Linked DNA regions of Rattus norvegicus: region 2 is linked to region 1. The links are chromatin contacts, called in public Hi-C maps. All regions are on one chromosome and are shown on one strand. Each heading gives the region's core, a stretch centred on a gene start, on an enhancer-like site or on the middle of the called end of the contact. The rest is flanking DNA. Distances are from core to core; before and after follow the strand shown.

The links. Hi-C and Micro-C count contacts between places; a contact is called where the count stands out from the background.
Region 2: a Hi-C map of liver shows a contact between it and region 1, with 4 times the contacts expected there. The contact joins the promoter of Ofd1 here to the promoter of Tmsb4x in region 1. A contact is called at or near these places in 2 of 12 Hi-C or Micro-C datasets (frontal cortex and liver) and 1 of 1 datasets of contacts at active chromatin or transcription factors (oligodendrocytes).

Annotation. Positions count from the first base shown.
Region 1 is chrX:30,758,486-30,764,641 of GRCr8, reverse strand. It overlaps Tmsb4x (thymosin beta 4, X-linked), which reads right to left and starts at 3,031. Exons shown (of 3, transcript NM_031136.2): 1 at 2,974-3,031; 2 at 1,858-1,972; 3 at 1,030-1,461. The coding sequence starts at 1,957. The coding sequence ends at 1,427. It overlaps LOC134484016 (a long non-coding RNA gene), which reads right to left. Exons shown (of 4, transcript XR_010061311.1): 4 at 4,229-6,156.
Region 2 is chrX:31,643,938-31,649,574 of GRCr8, reverse strand. It overlaps Ofd1 (Ofd1 centriole and centriolar satellite protein), which reads right to left and starts at 2,575. Exons shown (of 23, transcript NM_001106961.1): 1 at 2,170-2,575; 2 at 1,900-2,001. The coding sequence starts at 2,178. It overlaps Trappc2 (trafficking protein particle complex subunit 2), which reads left to right and starts at 2,662. Exons shown (of 6, transcript NM_001024965.1): 1 at 2,662-2,675.

The DNA of each region.
Region 1 (6,156 bases), core at 1,782-4,281:
AGCTCGTTTTTAGAAGAAAAGTTCCTCCTGGGGACATTGCTTTGTGTGTTTTAGCCGTGCTGAGACAGTAAGTGAGCTAGTGACCTTGAAATATTGTTGTATTTGGCTTAATAGATCGGCAAGCTTCGTGCAGAACAGGGCCATCCATCAAGGAGCTTCAAGTACCTTCATTTTATTGTTTAAAATTGATAGCTTGTTTTCCTTCTAATTCTACACACTGTGGCCTGGCCAGAACAAGGGCTTTGCTTGTACCCACCAATTAAATACATAGTTCTGATGACTGAAGATTAGGGAGGACTCAAGCCTTTTGGGTCAGCCGATGGTTTTCTGGCCCAGGTTTCACCTGTCCTGCATTTGTCCTTTAAGCCCAAGCGTTCCTTATTAGGATTTCAGCAACTTCAAATCATCATTTAAGGGTAAACTTGACTTTTATAAAGCTGAGTTTAAATATTGAGCTTGATTTGCAAACTGGCCACTAGACGAGGACAAACTCTAAATTCCTTTCTAAAGCAAATACTAAAATGTGATCTTTATTTTTACCTTTCAGGGTTGCCCTAAATTCCGCTCATTCAATACCAGATAGTTGGTTAGCCAAGTTCATTTTGATACCTAATGCTAATGTTCCGAAGCACCACCAACTTTTGTTTTGAGTGATATGCAATACATTCAATGTTGGCTTACCAAAACTCATAAAAGGTTTTAACTACATTTAAGTTCCTCAGGCTGGCCCTTCATGCCCTGCCCCCGCCCTTTCATTCCACAGTCCCCTTCTTCCAACAGTGGCAGCTATACCAACTTCAGATATTTTCATTAAATCTTTCATGTAATCCATTAGGAATTCACCATCTGCATGAGACCTCCCAATCTTTTGCTATAGACAAGGTATTTCATATACCTTGACTAACCCAGCGCTGTGATGCCAAAGTAGTTTGTCACTTCTATGTCCCAGTGACCAAGAGGCAGGCAGCTTTGCAAAGGTTTATCACCCATGTAACTACCCCTTTCCAGACACCAAACAGACATGCCAGCCAGGTTTTAAAACTTTATTTGCATATTAAAAAAATTGTGCATTCCAATAATTAAAATCGTTTGAACAAAAAAAAATGGCACTCTGATTAAACTGCATTTTATATCCTGCAAGACATCTTTATTTTACTCTCAATTCCACCATCTCCCACCCAGCTTTTTCCTTCACCAACATGCAAGTTCTTTTCCCTCTCTGCCAGCCAGGCCAGCAGGTGGGCGGGAGAGGCGGGGGGAGGCCTTCCTGGTCAGTAGTTCTGATTCTTTGATGTGAAAGGGGCAGCACAGTCATTTAAACTTGATCCAACCTCTTTGCATCTTACGAAGTTAAACAGCTAAAAGAAGTAAAATAAGAAGGCAATGCTCGTGGAATGTACAGTGCATATTGGCGGCGCTCGCCTCATTACGATTCGCCAGCTTGCTTCTCTTGTTCAATTGCTGTGGAAGAAAAAAAAAAGATGGAGGCTTAGAGCACCGTCTAAAATGACACGATGTTCATTTAAAAAAAATCTCTTTTCATCTTATAAAATTTCTAGAAGGATACATAGTAGCCACGCTGAGCAAGACATACTCAACCAAAGCAGTTACCCAATAAATGTATTTGCATAACAGAATAATAAATATTCCATTATTAAATCACTGAAGCCCGGCGCTTGTTGGCTGCAAAACAGTTTTTAATTAACCTTTGCAGGCCATATTCATCATCATCAACTGTCGGCTCCTCCCCCGAACCCCCCATCCTCCCCGCGGCCCCTCCCTTCCTCCTCCCGACTGCAGCTCCCGCTCTGCTCCCGCCCAGCCGGCTCTGAAAATGGGCGAGGGCGAACAGCTTACTTTCTTTTGAAGGCAGAGGATTTTTCTCTTGTGTTTCTGTCTTCTTCAACTTCGACTTATCGAATTTCTCGATCTCAGCCATATCGGGTTTGTCAGACATGGTTGCTGGAAGGAGCTGCAGGTACAAAACGAAGACCAAAGCTAAGAAAGAGGAACCCACCCTCGCCTCTCCCAGTTCTGAAAGCACCCCAAACGCGCGCGCCCGAAACCCCAAAGCCTAAAATCCTATTGCCTTGTTGACTCCTCGCTAAAGACCTTAGTCTTTCTATAGGAAAAAAAAATCTTCCCCCTTAATATTCTCAAAGTGAAGAATCAAAGAGTGAAGGTGGAAATACTCAAAGGTATTTCCGTAGAATAAAATTCATCATTGCGGAATCTTAACATTGTAGTGTTGAAAAATTAAAATTGGGATAGAACGAAGCCACTTCCAGTTTAAGAGGAAAAAGTCTAGTAAAATCTCTTAAAATAGAGCCAAGGTCGCAAAACGGGGCTGGCTCCCCAAAAGATACCAGGCGGTCCAGCTTTCTCCTCCTCACAAAGGCGAGGGAGCTGACGCCGCCAGCTGCCGACCACCGCCCTACTCGCTTCCTCTCCTCCTCCTGCCCAACAATGCAGCCTCGGCACACAAAGCTGCCTCCCCACTTCTCGCAAACGCATCTTGATCTGCATGCAGGGGCCATTTGACCGCCTTTGCATACATTCCTCTGCAAGGGCTTCCCAATTTTCACGCTAAAGGCCGGCCGGGTAGGTTAAACCTGCCACAGATAACAGCCCTCGAAGCCATCAGGCGTTTAAGGGGAATGCAGAGCGTTTGAACAAAGGATCTTTCTATTTCTGATTAATTACAGCCAGTTAAGTAAAGGAAAACACTTCGGAGAGAGGGTCGAGGAGAAAAAACCAATTCCCCTCTAAGCTGCGCAGCAGAATGCCCGATTTTTTTTGGGGGGGGGCTTTTTCTTATCATCGATTTCCCTTCCCGTTACTCAGATACCCCCTGCCCCGGTCCCCCGAAACAACCTTGCCTGGAAGTACCCCTTGGACTTCGCTTTAAGGATGAGGCAAGCGCCTCCGCCGGAGAGGCAGGGAAGGATAGAAGGAAGGGGCCCTGGGGCTCACCTGAGCGAGCTGGGCGAACAAGGAGAGACGATCTGCTCAGAGGCCGCTGCCGACTGTCGGGAGGGGCGCGGCGAGCGCCGTTTTATGCGCGCTCATATGCAAATGAGGTGATGTCACCCGCTGTCCCGCTTAACTCCTTCACGCCGCGTCTCCGGAAGGGCGTTCAGAGGCCTGTCGGACCCCCCCCCTCCCCAACCCCCACATCCCCATCCACCAGGGCCCTTGAACCACATCGATGGCGGAACTAGAAACGGAACAAACGCCTTCAAAATGCCCCTTCCCCCATTTGACGTCTATTTTATTATCCTGAACTTTTGCAATAGCCGCCCAAACCTGTTCTTAAGGATTAATGCGTGATAACTAAGGTCCCGAGTGGCACCTAAGGGGACAGACATTTTTTTACTTAGAAACCGGCTTTGTCTGCAGCCAACGCCCGCATCATAGGGTGCGGTGTCCCGCGTACAAGGGCTGGTGGGGTCTGATTCCTATGACTCAGCTTTCAGACCAGTGGACCGCATTCGCCCGCCCCACCCGGCCCTCTTTGTCTCCCTCGCTTGTCTTCCCCCTTAATATGAGAGGGTGATAAAGGAACCCTGGGTGGATTTTTAAAAGAAAAGTTTTAGCATTGCAGCATCTATATTGTTTGCTGTAATTTCTGTGAGCAATCGAGTTAACTAACATTTGCTAGGTGTAAGCTAATTGGGAGCTTTATGGAGAGCACAGCCTGCCCCTTAAAAATTAAATCAAATTCAACTTTTGCTGTTGACTGACAATAAGGAAGTTCATTTCTGTTTTATTTTCATCAATTAAAAGTGATTTCTAATGAAAGCCACGGATTCCCGAAGATCACAAGATCCTTTAGCTTTACTATCAGGATTGAAACAGAAGTGCGAGCTAGGTTTTGAGGGAAAGGTTTTCAGCAACACATGTGGACGATTCAGGTAGAGAGGTGCTGGTTTCAAAATGGCACCTGAGTCGGCGAGTACCAGGGACCTACTTGCTACTAAAAAGTAATTGCAGGTACCAAGCTTGTGCCTGCAAGTGGTAGGTGATAGGAAGAAGCTACGTAGGATATTAAAAAGCATCCTTGGGATTATTTCGGAGACATCGAGAACTATAAAACATTTCTTCTCCTTTTCTGTGCTCTGGAGGGATGTTTCCAGAAAGCCTTTGCTAAGCATTTTTTATGACAGAGGCTTTGCCTCTCTGGCAGTGAGTCAAGTGTTATAAGGACCCTAAACTGGTACTGCTGGGGCAGCTTGGACTTCCCCATTTCTTCATCTACTTCTCTTTTTACTTAGGAGGAAGGAGATGGGGGTAGGCAGGAGCAGGTGACCCATGTGGTTTCCCAGTTAATGCTCTACTTGGGAGACCGCCTTTCTGCCCTTTGCATGGGCCCTGGACCTGTTTGAGCGTGCATTAGATGTCACCTCTCGGGTAACACATCCCCTCTCTCCCCGTGTTCACTAGAAGGGAGTTTACTGCATTGTTGAAACACAGAACGGATCTTGCGGGATGCATTCCTGACCTCTTCTGCTTGGCCTCTGCAGTTACACTGACACCATTTTGGTGGGTCATTGGATTCCATGTCCCTTCACTCAGCTGTCCCTGCCTCTGTGTCTTCCTACGTCAAAGGAATGCCATAGCCTTGACCCTGGTTGCCTGTTTGCCTTAGGAAAGATGAGCCTTTACAGAAGTTATGCGGCCAGAGGAGATTGAAGAGTGGACTCTGTAAACATCTAGAGTTTTCTACTTTCATAACAATGTAGCAGGCAGATTATTTTAGCTGCTGACTGAAAAAGAACAGGCAGGCTGTAAGAGAGGAAGCAACTTGCCCGGGGAACTGAGGGTGATAGAGATAGAATGAAATGCAAATAAAAGGGACTGTCAAAGTGTTGGGCTTCTCTTGTCCATTATTCGTTTAACTCCTCTCTGGAAAGTGGACAATTGGTGTTAAGTAGTGGTAGGAATTGTGGAAAGATCAAGTTCTTGGGACCAAACTTCCAAAAGCGAGCATTTTGCCCTGTTCTTATTTAAAATAGAAAGTTGAGAAGAAAAGAATAAATGTTTTCGCATTTGCCATTAGCAAAAACCTCAAGTAATTTGTCATTGTGTCTCTATAAAGGGAAATGTATATATTTCTTTGTATATTTCTACATAATTAATATGTGAATATATTATTTCTCTAATGAATTATTAGCAAAAATTAGGTATTTTGTGGCACTTGGCAGAGCACGTGCCTAGACTACACCAAGGCCTACGTTCCATCTCTAGTGTGACATAAAATAGTACGACATGCTTGCAATGCAAGCACTCAGGATGCAGAGACAAGAGGATTAGGAATTCAAGGTCATCCAGAGTGGAGTTTGTGGCCAGCCTGGGTAATAAACCAGTATATTTCTTGACACCTAGAAGATAGTATTTGCTCAATTAACCACGATCACACTGCTTCAGTTGAGTCTCAGTACTTGAAATCAGTTCCTTAACAGATGACTCCAATAACCGGTTTACATCTCAGACAGTTGAATCTACTTAGCATTAATATTCCAGATGTCAGGGATAATTGCTGCTTCAGGGAAGGAAGCATTTATAAGTAGATTAGCATATACTGGGCACAAAAACCACTGAGGTGGGAGTTTTCAATTCCAATTAAGTGACAAAGACAAGGATGTGAAGAGGCAAAAAAAAAAAAAAAAAAAAAAAAAGGTTGCTTTCAGAGGCCCTGGTCCCTTCAGCTGCATGGTGGATTCTGTTCTTGGGGCCTTTCAGTGAAAGGCAAGCGAAGAGCCCACCTCACAACCGCCTTGCCTCTCTCAGCTCACAGGCCATGGCACCCTGGGAGAAACCCAACAAAGTGGCCCCTCCCTGTCGAAGCTCATGCCCCACAGAACCAGGAAGTGGCATGAGCAGGCGCTTTGTTTTCTTTTGCTTTCCAGTGTGGGCCTGGGCCAAAGTCGTGTCCATTTCCAATGATGGAGTGACAGCCCATAGAAGTCTGAGCTCATGAAAATGGTCCTATGATCTTTAACTTTTTAGTTTTGGCCAGAGCAGTAATAAGAAGGAAAAAGAGGAGGAGCCTGGGGACAGGGAAGGTAGAGGGCTCTCAGCTCTTTGCTTGTTCAAATCCCACTCTTTTTTATCCGAGTTCAGGACCATCTGCTCCACCTGCATGCAGCCCACACT
Region 2 (5,637 bases), core at 1,326-3,825, 890 kb before region 1:
AGGAGCCAGAACACACATGTGCACAATCACACAAAAGTGAGTACATTCAATGACATGAGAATTTATAAAGTTTGGCTTGATCTAATATTAGATATCAATACTTGTACAGCCAGATTAAAGCAGAATAAAGAGGGTGAAGTGCTGCAACAAAAATTGAAAAGAAGATCAATCATTTTATAGAAAGAACACTTAAAACACAACCACTGTAACCATTCTCATGGAAAAAGTATAGAGAGACAGAAAGGTACAATAATCAAAGTAATGACGCAGAAAATGTAGCAGTAATATCTTTTCCAGTGTTACCCTGCTAAAAGGGCAACAATGAAACGAGTATTCCCTAACTGCTTGGGAAATAGACAAGGACAATCCCTCCATAGCCATATGGACACACTGCTAAAAATGCTCTTACCCAAAGGCACAATGGCCCTGGCCTGACACCCCAGTACTCAGGAAGGAAGCAGAAGAACACTGCAAACTGGTCAAAGCATGCTCATGCCTTTGGATTCAGAAAGGGGAGTTCTCTAGACTAGGCAGGAAATGGTAGGTGCAACAAACAGAAGATATGGAGACCTGAGTAGAAGCTACACATTCACTAGGAGACAGCAACCTAAATGACCTGACTGACCAGGATGAATCTGTGGCCACTGAAAATAAGGATTGCAAGCAACTTGAAGAAATAGGGAAAGGCTCCTCATACAAAATTTAAAATGATATACACACCTATAGCAGTTTGTAGTTATAAAATACATGATTTCCTTTCTTCTGCTTTTCTGTATTTTCCAGACAAGTCTTATAAATATTTTTATGAAGTTAATAAAACAATTAAGAGTGGGAGATATCAGGATCACCTTTCCTTAATTTCCAATTCTAAAAGGTACAAGTAAGTAAACACATTGAATTAACTAACTCCATCTCTTGCTGTTACCCAAACTTAAGATGTGCTAATACATAATTGCTATTCATTTTAAATATTCACACTCTAAAATATTTGTATTTACTTTTCCTGAGACAGGGCATCACTACGAAGTCTCAGCAGACCTAGCACTGGCTATTTGGCCCAGCTGCCTTCTAACTCACAAGAAATGTGCCTGGCTCTGTTTCTCAAGTGCTGAGATTAAAGACCTGTGCCAATATACCTGGTACATTCCACTGTGGTTAAAAACAAATTTCACTTCTCAAACTGTTACATGGTTAAGGAGTACCTTCATATTTTCTATGTAGTGTCATCACACAGACTCTAAAAGCACATATTAATTCTGAAAACTGCAAACCTATGTTAATGGGGTTATGGTTTAGTTAGCAAATGGGCACCATTTTGACGTTTCCAGACATGTATGTGGCTGTACTCTGCACACATGCACCTTCCCATTACCCTCTCCAGTCCGGTCCTTTCCCCACAGTAGTCCCCCTCCTGCTCTCATTACATATACATAGCATGGTCAAATCTAGACTGAACAAGTTTTCTAACAGCTGCTTAGTTTTATGGTAATGTGTTCATAATGTATAAACACATTGTGTGCTACCTTAATGTCAGTTCAATCAATCAATTATATGCTCTTTGAAAAGGACAACTGAAACTCAACATGTTCAGAATGTAACTCACTAAGCTATTGTTCAGTATTTAGAAAGCTGGGCTGGAGAGATGGCTCAGTGGTTAAGAGCACTGAACTGCTCTTCCGAGGTCCTGAGTTCAATTCCCAGCAACCACATGGTGGCTCACAACCATAATGGGATCTGATGCCCTCTGAAGACAGCCACGATATACTTATAATGAATAAAATAAATCTTTTATTAAAAGAAAAAGAAAGCTAAGCTCTGGATGAATTTAAATGTGGAAAAGCCTGCTGTTCAAGGTTACACTTGTGGAAGTAACCACACAATCATGCCTAAATTTGATACCTTAAGTGTGTCCAGTATACCCCGATCCTTAAACGTCTGGTATAGCTTTTTGCGCAGTTCATCTTGACTCAACACATCATCACACTTGTGGGGCATGGTGGACTGAAAAGAGAAAATGATGAGTTACCTAGTGGCAAAGGGGGACGTGATTTTCAGAAATCAGACCAGTGACCTCACCGGAAGCACTAAGATGCTTAACGAAGCTTTAACGAACATAAACAAAGAGCGGTTCCTTTCTGAAAACACCTGTCAAAAGGCAGGTGAAACTACCTGAGCCATCGTTATCTGCTTGCTCCCAAGCTCGCCCCTCCTCGGTCGGACTCCTTGCCCGGGACAGGTCTTAGGAGGAGAGGGAGCCCTTGAACTCCGAGCCCAGCCTCTGTCTCTAGGGACCTGGAAGAACAAGAGAGCTGATCATTCAGCCCATTATTTCGTCAAACACGCGCACTTCCTCCCAGTTTGAAAGGGCGGGTGGGGCCGTGACCCAGGAGGGACTCTGGATGGAATAAAGACGGAAACGAGAAACGAAGGACCAGAAGCGGCCACTCCGTAAGCAGTTTTCACTGCTCCACAGCTCGTTCCTACACCGATCCCCGCCCCGCTCAGCTGGCCGAACGTCTCTCTGACCAACCGCACACGCCAAGGGTTGGCGCGCTGCGACGCATGCGCGAGCTTAGGCCGGAAGTCCCATCCACATCTCGCGAGAGCAGAGCCTCAGATCTCGGGGGAGTGACTCCGGGTTTCCAAGCAGAAGCTCCGGAGCGCAGGTTCGCGAGGTGAGTGATTCTACTATCAGCTCCTCCCTACAGGTAAGATCTGGAGGGAAGTAGGGGGCGGAGGCTCTGGGTCCGCTGGGAATTGCAGGCCTCACGTGATGCGGACATTGGTCTTAGACCCTTATCCCGCCCTGACCGAACACCAGAGCCAGACTAATCACCGTTCTCCTGGTTGATAGAGTGCGCTCGGTGGCTTGGCGTTCTCCGGGTCAGTCAGTTAACCCAGTGTATCTTCACTGCAGTGCCATTGCCCTTTACAGGTTTGTTGTAGAAAGCAGTCCTGGGCATCATAGGTTGACCGCATCCTTGGTCTGTTTCCGTTAAATGTCAGTAGTATCCTACCCCCGCACTCACTTGTCTCCAGACTTTGACTGATGCTCTCTCAAAGATGCAAAAAGCTCATCTCGTTGAGAAACACAGAACTTAATTTTATAGAGAACCCCCATTGTGTGTTTGCTGATCTGTGTGACAAATGGAATTACAGCTGTCAGGAGCACAGGGCAGTTTCTAAAGGTTCTTCTGCAGAGAGATTTGCTATAAAAATGGATGGCTTTGAACTGCGGTGCTTGCGTATTATCTTGTGTTTGCCTGTAACCTAAAATGTTTAACTTGCAAAGGATTTTTAAGTTCGCCCTCCCACTCTTGCACTGGTAGTCTTCCACCATCATCGCACCATATGAATTTTAGCTTCCTGGTAACTTCAGATAACAGCCCTGGGCTTGGCCTCTAGAGCAGTTTAGTGTAAATCTATCAAGTTTCGGAGTTAAAAAAGTACTTGGCCTTGTGTATGTACTACACTTTCCCAAACCCAAACCAGACATGAATAATTGATCACAGCCATTCCCTGCTGACCACACTGTTTCTCAGCACCAACTCCTGGCAACCATACCGGACATGAATAATAGATCACAGCCTTTCATTGCTGACTACACTGTTTCTCAGCACCATCTCTTTTTGGCAGCCATACCAGCTAAGTAGATTTTTCTCACAAGAAACACTATGGTATCCCCAGTCAAATAAATCCCTTTTCTACTAGACATGGTACTTCAATAATATGCTGAACACTTATCCACCACAGAACACTCCAGAAAAAAAAAAGTATTGATCCACAAGCTGATGGAAACCTCCGTGCAAACATTGGACCATAAATTGGCATAGAACACTCAGATGTTTCTGGGTATTAATTTTAAGTCAGCTATAGGTCACCCCTTAATTCAACAAATAATGAGTGTTGCCTAGATCGCTAGCACTGCTAGACCCTGGGGATACCATAAAGAACAAGAACAGTGTGTGTCTGTTCTCTTTGAGGACTTCTTTCTGTCACCCAGGCTATAGGTCTCAAGTGTGCTCGAGAATATACCGTTTACATTTCCTTTGCAGGGCAGAAAAGTTAAATTTGATGTGGTCTGCTCTTAGTGTAAGTAGAGAATACAAGTGAATAATAACCTGGATGTGGTGGTAACAGTGGTTTTGTTAACTTAAACTGAATAAGCTACTGTACAGAAAAAGGTCCCAACATGGTATCTGACCAAAACTAGCCAGGTAACACCTACTTAAGTTGGTGTTTAGTCTCATGAATATACCCGAGAAGATATCCTTTTATCTGTTTCTGAAAATAAGAGTACCATTACCTCCTACCTCTTAGCATGTAGGACCTTTCTGTGACTGTGATTTCTTTAATGTCACTTAACAATAGATGTAGAGTTGTTGGTCCAAGCTATATAATTTCTGAGGACCTGAAGACTTTTTTTGAATTGAAATGCCTAGGCATTTTTCTAATATCCAATATGCGGTCTTTAATTTGCATCCTGCCCCGCCCGGCTCGGCGCTGAGAAGTTAGGATTTGTATGTGATGGGGGGGGGGGATTAAGCAGATTTGCATCTTTTGTTATTTTGGTGTATATCCAGTGCTGGAAACCCTTCGTTCCCAATGGTAACAACCTACAGAGGCATTTGCTTTTCTTACATATTTTGTACACTTAAGTTCTCATTTAATTTTGCTCTTTTCATGGAACCTAGCTGGCTTTGAGCTTAGGATCTGCCTGCCTTAGCTTCCTCAGTGCTAGAATTGCATGTCTGTTTTAATCTCTGTATTTGGGGGTCAGCTAAAAAACACCTATTCTATCCATAGGGACTGTAACATATTAAGTTGTAGAGATTAAGATATGGACTTCTCCAGAAAGGGAGGGCTGTTAATCAGGTTTATCTGAGCTAGGCATTTTGAAACCATCCTGGATTATCCTTTTTCCCCCACAGCCCAGTATAATCTACTCCCAAATTGTGTGTGTCCACTTCATCAAACTAGCCCTGTAGAGATGCTTTAAAGGAAACGAGCAGACATATACATTGGTCAATACTTACTTTTTTTTTAAAGATTTATTCATTTATTATATATATAAGCACACTGTAGCTGTCTTCAGATACACCAGAAGAGGACATCGGATCTCTTTACAGATGGTTGTGAGCCACCATGTGGTTGCTAGGAATTGAACTCAGGACCTCTGGAAGAGCAGTCAGTGCTCTTAACCACTGAGCCATCTCTCCAGCTCCAATACTTACTTTTGACCACAGCAGTTACTTATTACTTGTGTTCACTTGTCTGTGAGTATTCATTTTGAGACAGGGTCTCACTCTAGTTCGGGCTGTTCTGGAACTCACTATGTATTCTAAAGTGGCCTCAGAGCTATAGTGACCCTCCTGCCCCAGCCTCCCAAGTGCTAGTAAAGCAGACACAAGACAGCTTGTGTTGTTTTATACGTTGGAATTCTAAATAGTAGCACTTATTTTATGGCTAGAAAAGGTGCAGAGGTTTTATATAGAATTTAGAATAGATCTCAAGTTGAGTGGTTCTGTATTGGAAGTGCTAGCCCCACATAAATACTTTTATTCAAACTACTAAATTAAATTTTCAGTTCTGCAGTTATCCTAGCCAATTTCAGGTACTTAATGGCTTCTATATTAG